2 separate regions of the Mus musculus genome follow, and region 1 is linked to region 2. A link is a contact called in public HiChIP or PLAC-seq data. All regions are on one chromosome and are shown on one strand. Each heading gives the region's core, a stretch centred on a gene start, on an enhancer-like site or on the middle of the called end of the contact. The rest is flanking DNA. Distances are from core to core; before and after follow the strand shown. Region 1 has its middle 63 kb from the start of Gm39264. Region 2 overlaps Cotl1 (coactosin-like 1 (Dictyostelium)).

Region 1 (3,758 bases), core at 821-3,320, 590 kb after region 2:
AGGGATTCTAGCTGGACTTCGGATACTCGAATGGATAGATGGAGGGAGAGAAGGGCTGTGATGGCTAACAAACAGTGGTGATGGGCTTCTTGTGGATGGTGGGGACATTAGGTGACTAGGTGGATACACAGTAGTGGCTGGCTAGGCAGGTAGACAGCTGTTGGGTGACTCAGTAGTATAAGGAAGGAGCGCTGTAACCCTTCGAGGGGAAGCACCCTCATGCTTGTTTCTCCGGTGCCAAAGGACTGAGCCTGGGTGTGACTGACTGTGGCCCAACCCCTGACCAGAGGAAGCTGAGGCCCATGGGTGGGAAGGACTTTGTACAGTCAGTCACAAGACTTACTGTGATAGGGTTGAGGACAGTGCTTCGTTCCGACAGCCTGTGAGGCTCCTAGAGAATGCCTGGGTCCCCTCTTCTCTGTCTCTATGGTCCAGGTGGTTCTTGGGCACTTAGACAGGCAAGGACAACTCCCTCCATGGCTCACTCTGCTCTTAACATGAATCCCTTGCAAATGTCCCACATTCTTAGAAAGTCTGTGACTCACTCGTAGGTTTGACTGGCAAGCCGCACAGATCTTCCATCGCCGTCTTCCCAGAGTTGGAAAAAAAGCTCACACCACCACACCTGGCTCTGGGGATTCCGCCCTGGTCGTTTTGCTTCTGTGGCAAAGCAGTTTATTCAGGGCTCGAGTCTCTCCTCAGCCCAATGGGAAGGGACTCTTGCCCACATTTATAGACAAGGACACCAAGGACCAGGGAGTTGAATATCTCTAACAACTCCATAGCTCCAGGCAGTTCCAGCCTCTCTATGTTCCCCTGTCTGAACTCCTAGAAAGAGCCACCAGTCACATGAGCCCCTGAGGTATCGCAAGTGCTCACAATAGAAATGTTGGCGTTTTGATGGTTTCAATGGACTTACCATAAGGCCTTTCATTTCATTTCTTGTAGGTTAGGCAAAGTCCCATCAGGGAGGGCAGCAGGCTGCAGATTGGCCTGCAGATTAGCTACTCTGCTTCCCCTATACAGATCCAAAGATGGCGCCTTTCGTTGCCGGCTGCCACCCTGTCTCTGGGATTCTGAACCTGTCACAGCTGTAGAACTGTGTGTTCTCTTTCATCTGGCATCTGATGTCATGGGAGGGACGGAGCCTGTGGGCTCATGGGAGTCACCTGGGAGGGAGAAGACTATGTGGGATGCCCTGGTACCTCACAGTCCTCCCAAGTGATGCACAGACCTCTCTCCTCTCTGCGGTGGGCCAGGCCAGCTCAGACCCACATGTGTCCTGGTCTCTTAGAACTGGCTGCACACATGTGGCCAGTGTCCCCACACAGGAATCCAGGCAGAGGGATTCCTATGTTGGAGTGGATGACAGAGGGTGCCTCCACTCCCCTGGGCCCTATCTGTCCTGCCTGTGAGGACGGGTGCTGGGTGCTGTAGCTACAATGTCCCCTGTGGAGGCTCTGCTGGGCAGCTTCCTGTGAAAACTCTCTATCTCCAGAAGCCTTTCAGAAATTGGGACTAAGGTGGCTGGGGCCTCCCTCAGTCCAGGGTTAATAGAGTCTGTTCAGATCTACCCTTAATGCTATCTACAAACTGCCCAGAGATCTCAAGACCTGAGCCTCAGGTCACACAGCAGCCACTGGCTCAGCCCTATGCTAACCCTAAATTCCGGCTCCCGTGTGCAAGCCTGTCGTTCGTCCATCCACACCCTCGTATGAATTTGTCAACCTGCTGTCTGAGGCATGTTGCTTGGGTACCGCCTCAAGGAAGCAGAATTTGGTACCCCCATGGGACAAAGATGAATCTCTGGGGTAGGATGTGCCCTCCCAGTGCCCCCTGGAGGCCTGGCCAGATTCACACAGCCCAAACTTCAAACCCCAGAGAGAGACCGAGAAAGTTCCCCCACTTGTGACGGGCAGGCCGCCGGGAGGTGCTAACCATCAACACCTGTGAGGCTTCAGTGCTGCTAGGCTGTGCTGTGACTGCAGAGGGAGCCACAGGCCCGGCCCAGCCAGGACTAGCCCCATCCACCTCGGTGGGCTCCTGGCAGCGGGGTGGGCTGGAGACATCTGGTGTGAGTGAGTGGGACAGGAGGGGGTCAGGCCACTGAGTGGCCCTCCCCTCCTTATTCACCCCTTCCCTGTGACTTTTGGCCTTGAACAGATGGCAGAGGTGGGCGGGGCATAGCTTCTCTCACAAGCTACCACACCCATGAAATTCCCCATTAAGGGAAGGGAGGGGGAGGCACGAACTAAGAAGTGGCCTGTTCAAGGGGCCTGTCCACACAGCCTCTTCCTACCATCTGACCACCTCATTAGAGGCCCTTGAGGGGACTCCTGGGGTCACAAGACCCTCTGTGCCCCTCCTCTAAACAGCCCCCATTCCCCGGAGGAAGTGGGGGCCTTTCATATGTAAACAGAGAGCTGACCTCAAGGAAATCACTCTCCCTTCCTTGATCTCATGTCTAGAAAGCCCGAAGAGGCCAAATGCCAGGTCCCCTGCTGTCCCCAGGAAGCCATATGATGCCTGGGAGGGAAATGGTAGCAGGGAGAGCGGAAACCAGCTCCCACACCACCCGCACTTGTGAGGGATCAGAGCCCAGGAAGAAGCAGCCCACGGATGCCCAGATGCCCATCAGTCATTACTTGGGCCCTGTCCCTTGCCCTGCCTGGGCTTGTGCCTCCGGTACAGAATGCAGACATACATACATCCATTTCTCACGTTGTTTCCTTCCAGGCCTAGGGCTAGCCAGCAGGGGGTGTGCGGAGACTCAGCTCCCCTTTGACCCTTTAGCTGTTAACATCTTTGTACAAGAAAGAGCCTGGAACTTTCTGGGGGTTCTGTGGCTAGAAAGTTCTCAGCACAGGGCGTACATTATAAAGAGCCATCAGAAGCTCAGGCCTTGGCCACCATATTCCTGCCTGTTCTCTTGCCTCCCTGTGGTTCCTGCCCCTCCCCCTCCCCTGTGGCTGGAATAGACAGCACACCTGACAGTCAGAGCTTCTGCCACCCCCAGGGTCCTGCAGCTTTGTTCCTGTTCTTTTGGGTCTCATCCTCCAGAGATGTAGAAAGGAAATAGGATGCCCTGGCAGGAGCTCCTGCTGATGCCTGGGACCCTCCCTTCTTGGCACCTCCCTTAATGCATGTGATGTCTGTGAGTCGGAGGCCTGTGGGCCTCTCCCAGGCCACAGAGCGGCCTGGAATGTGAGTGCGATCGGGAAACTGAGGCCCAGTTTCTGTTGATACCCCTTACCAAGGCTCTGCAGTTAGGCAGTGAGAGACCAGAATTTAGTGCGTGCAGTTGGTCTGGGAGGGAGCCCTGTGCCCTGCTCACTCGGTCTCAGCAGTTTATCTATTGAATAACTACACAAGTGATTGACAGCTGCCTCAAGAGTCCCCAGGGAACCTGGAATGGCCAGTGAGGAAGTACAGACCCTGTGCTTCTCAGAGCCACTGTATGACCTGCTTGAGAGACAAGCGGTTGACCTGCAGCAGTGATCTGCTGGGGACAAAGTTGTCTCCCCCTCCAGATCCCTGAAGGTCCGGAGACACATGGGAACTCACCCCTCTGCCCTCCGCCCTCTGCCCTCTGCCCTCTTGAGCCCTGAGCCAGGGCTGTTGGGGGTCACTCGACAGCCACTCTGTCTGCACGCCCTGGGGACTTGCCCTGTTTGCTCTCCTGCCTCAGCCAACTGACCTGGACAGAGATTAATGTGGCCGGGGCAAAAGGCCACTTGTGGTGGAGCTGGGGCCAGGGG
Region 2 (3,615 bases), core at 864-3,363:
TAGTTAAGTTTTAGGCAGGTGCGCAGGGAATTAGTGGCGTTCATTCCACAAACGCGCCCAGCTCTAGTTGGGAAACACACTGCTACTGTGGTCACTTCTTAGGACTTTAGGCTTTGATCAGATGAGCCCAGGGCCTGGCCCACGTGAGAATGTGAAGCAGGAGGTATCTTATCAGGCAACACTGAACCGTGAGAATTACGTCATTTTATATGCGGATTATGAGGCACAATAAAAACCAAGAAAATCTCAAGGGAAGACAAAGAAAGCTGCAGGATGCACACGAGTCCAAAGGTTGGGAAATTATCCACATAAAAGAGCCGAGGGTGGCATACCTACCTGTAAAGCCAGTACTAGGGAGATGGAGGCAGGAGGCGTGGGAGTTCATAGCCAGCCTCAGATAATAGAAATTTAAGGCCAACAAAAGCCTGTACGGTAAGAGGTACACACACGCGCACACACACACACACACACACACCCCACAGGCATGCTCCTCAACACTGCACATCGTACTCCCACACCTGCATCAGTACTAGGAGAAGGAGCTCAGGCCCTAGTCTTAGGCAAGCAAGCACTCTACCACTGAGCAACATCCCCAGGCCTATGACACCATAATCGCTACACACACACACACACACACACACACACACACACACACACACACACTGTGCTGTGGTACTGAGACCAAGCTACAGTGTCAAAATATGGAAAACTGCAACTATGACCCTAGGGCTGGACACTGAAAGCTCTGCCTGAGAGAAATGAAATCACCCGGGCACAGACACACATGCCCAGACTTCACAGCTACGTGATTCACCCCAAACAGCCAAGCACCCCAGGTAGCTAGCCATCAGATGAGAAGAGAGGGTAAGGCAGACCCTCAATGCATGGACGTTCCAAATGGTGACGCATTAATTAGTCATCGATGAAATTCTAATGCCCGGTGCAACATGGGCGAACAAATCCCTGAACATGGGCAAAAACAGACAGACATGAAGAGCCACCCACTGTCTGGTTCCTCTGACAGGAAATGTCCAAAAAAGGCAAATCCACAGAGAAAGCAGACCAGAGGTGACCAGGGGTGGGAGACAAAACAGGAAACGGCAGATGTCATCTAAGACGCATTGTGGTAAAACTGCACAGTTCGTGGAGGTGACTGCAAGCCAGCAGGGGTCAGAAGAGCAGCTCACTCTGCCCCACACCAGCCCAATGGCAGCTTTTCAGATTCCAAAAGACACCAGGAACTGGTGGCATATGCCTTTAGTCCCAGCACTCAGGAGGCAAAGACAGGTGGCTCTCTGGGATTCGAGGCCAGCCTGGTCTACAGAGCGAGTTCCAGGACAGCCAGGGCTACACAAGAAACCCTGTCTCGAAAAACCAAAAGATAAAAATTCTCAAAGACAATCAAGATTATTTTTCTTTTACAAACAAGACAGAGTCTGAAGACCACAATGCCTGCCCAAGGTCACAGACCTGGGACTACAGCCTCAGAGCAGGAGTGTGGCTCAGTTCAGTGCTTACCTTAGCAGGCAGGAGGGCGCGGGTTCAAGCCCCAGCACTGTCCTCACCCCCAACTACTATATGTAGATATCAAGAAAGGGAGCAAAATGCTTTGGAACTAGGGAGGGGTGGTTAAAGAGCTTACTTTTACATTAAATGGATTTTACATCAATAAAAACCAAAATCAGCAAAGTCGCCATAGCACCAGAAAGATCACGTTCTCGGCTTCCTAGATACCATGAGCAAGGCCACCAAGACATGGCAGGATATGGAGGAGGGGTTAATATTTGCCAAGAGAGGCAAGCCTCACACAATCTGACTGAATCCACCCTCAATACATTAGCCTTTTACCAGGTTACGATAAGGCCCTGGGGGCAGAGCTGAGACAGCCTTATGCAGCCCCAAATTCAAAGACCCTTCCCAGCAGCCCCAGGGCCAGCACTGCTAAGCTTATGCATGTGACCCAGACCATGGAAGGCAGTGGACCCCAGGTCTGGAAAGAGAATAGAGAGTTGTGTCTCAACTCCCAGGCCAGCGGCACGGGGGAGGGGCGCGGGTGCCCCAGCAAGGAAGTCAATGGGGCAAGAAGCCTAAGAGGAAGTTCAAAGTCCTCTGCTTGTTTGACAGCCTTATATGGCAATGTAAAGAAGAACCTGAAGTCTGGGTCAGGAACAAGAGTTTAGGAAGACAAGATAAGGACTAAGAAATCTAAAGGGAAGTTCTAAGGGCTGGGTGCAGCTATGGCTAAAACCACAAGAGCTGTCCCGTGGTCACACTACAACCAGGCAGTGTGGGATGCAAGCCCAGAGAGCAGGAGACTGACTGCCCACCAGTCTGAAGCCAGTTTGTGTTACATAGCAAAACTCTGTCTCAACAAACAAACAGGGGCTGTGCACGTGGCTCAGCTGGCGGAGGGCATGCCTAGCGTGCACAGAGCCCTGGGTTCAAGCCCCAGCACTTCATAAACCTGGCGTGTTGGCGCAGGCCTGTAATCCCAGAGAGAAGAGGATCAGAAATTCGAGACTGGGTGGGGAGATGGCTCAGAAGGTAAAGGCACTCGTCTCGAAGCCTGATGATCTCAGATCCCCGCCCTGCCCCGCCCCCCCCCCCCCCCCATGAAAGGAGAGGCCAGCCCCTGCACGCTGTCCAGACTCCACATGCTGCTGTGGTGTGCACAAATCCCCACACAAAGTTAGTACATGTGACTCCGTCTCAAAAAGGAGATCAGACTAGTGAATGGTACAGAGCAAGAAATGTAAATAGGCAAAATCGTCTATACTCTACCAGAGATACACCACGTACGTGCACACATATTCACTGTCCCAAACTTAAAAAAAAAAAAAAAACACCTCGAACCTTGAGGCACATTTAAAACCAAATCGCCATGAAGCGAATGCTTCCAAGTCTCCAAAGTTGACAGAACAGCCACGTGGGGTCAGCCACACGGGACATTCTCTCCTCTCTGCTGCCACAGAAGACAACTTTGTCTGCAGATTCGTTTTTTATAGTTGCTGCCTGCAGAGGCCAGAGACGGATCCTCTGGGACTATTACTGTGGGAGAGCAGTGTGGGGGTGCCGATCACACGTTCCAGCCTCCCCATCCCCACCCCCCAGGTCACGACCTTCCACTCCTGCTGTTCTGGGGAACCTCAAAGTTAGAAGGCAGAATCAAGAGTCCCTCATCTTGGGTTGAATGGTTTTCCCTCCAAGTGACCAAGGCAGGCAGCTAGCATTTCTGAGGCCACTGGAGCCCAAGCCATACTGTGGTTCCGAGACAGAGCCTGGGTCTTCGCTACGGGCTGATGTCTCTCATCAACAATCAGTCAGACTGCGGCCTTGCTCGCCACGAGCCTGGCTCGGGGCTGATGAACCTGGCTCTGTTCTCCTCACCCCACAAGAGACCACACTGCCCAGCTGAAGTCAGGGGTGTGTGCAGACTCACATCCCCCCCAGCAGGAATATGGTAAAGCCTAGGAAATCATTCCTACCCCTTGGACCACGGTGAGGACTTCATGTGGTTGGACCAATGGCAGTCACTCCCAGTCTTTAGCTAACACCTATCCCCACACCCTACCTGACTCCAGGAACCTTCTGCATCTCCCATACCTATGATCCAGC

Evidence for each region. HiChIP or PLAC-seq counts read pairs in DNA pulled down with a chosen protein or histone mark.
Region 1: a contact with region 2 is called in a FOXA1 HiChIP or PLAC-seq map of pancreatic cancer cells. The contact joins two enhancer-like sites.

Annotation. Positions count from the first base shown.
Region 1 is chr8:120,405,896-120,409,653 of GRCm38.p6, forward strand. It overlaps a transcript of Gse1 not described here. Among named protein-coding and RNA genes, the nearest start is that of Gm39264, 63 kb to the left of the region's middle. Within about 2 kb of position 2,071, at least 88 of the 459 cell types and tissues checked have an H3K27ac peak or open chromatin away from gene starts, as enhancers often do. A contact at or near this core is called in pancreatic cancer cells, where this site is marked.
Region 2 is chr8:119,811,003-119,814,617 of GRCm38.p6, forward strand. The region is part of intron 3 of Cotl1 (coactosin-like 1 (Dictyostelium)); the gene reads right to left. Among named protein-coding and RNA genes, the nearest start is that of Cotl1, 28 kb to the right of the region's middle. Within about 2 kb of position 2,114, at least 163 of the 459 cell types and tissues checked have an H3K27ac peak or open chromatin away from gene starts, as enhancers often do. A contact at or near this core is called in pancreatic cancer cells, where this site is marked.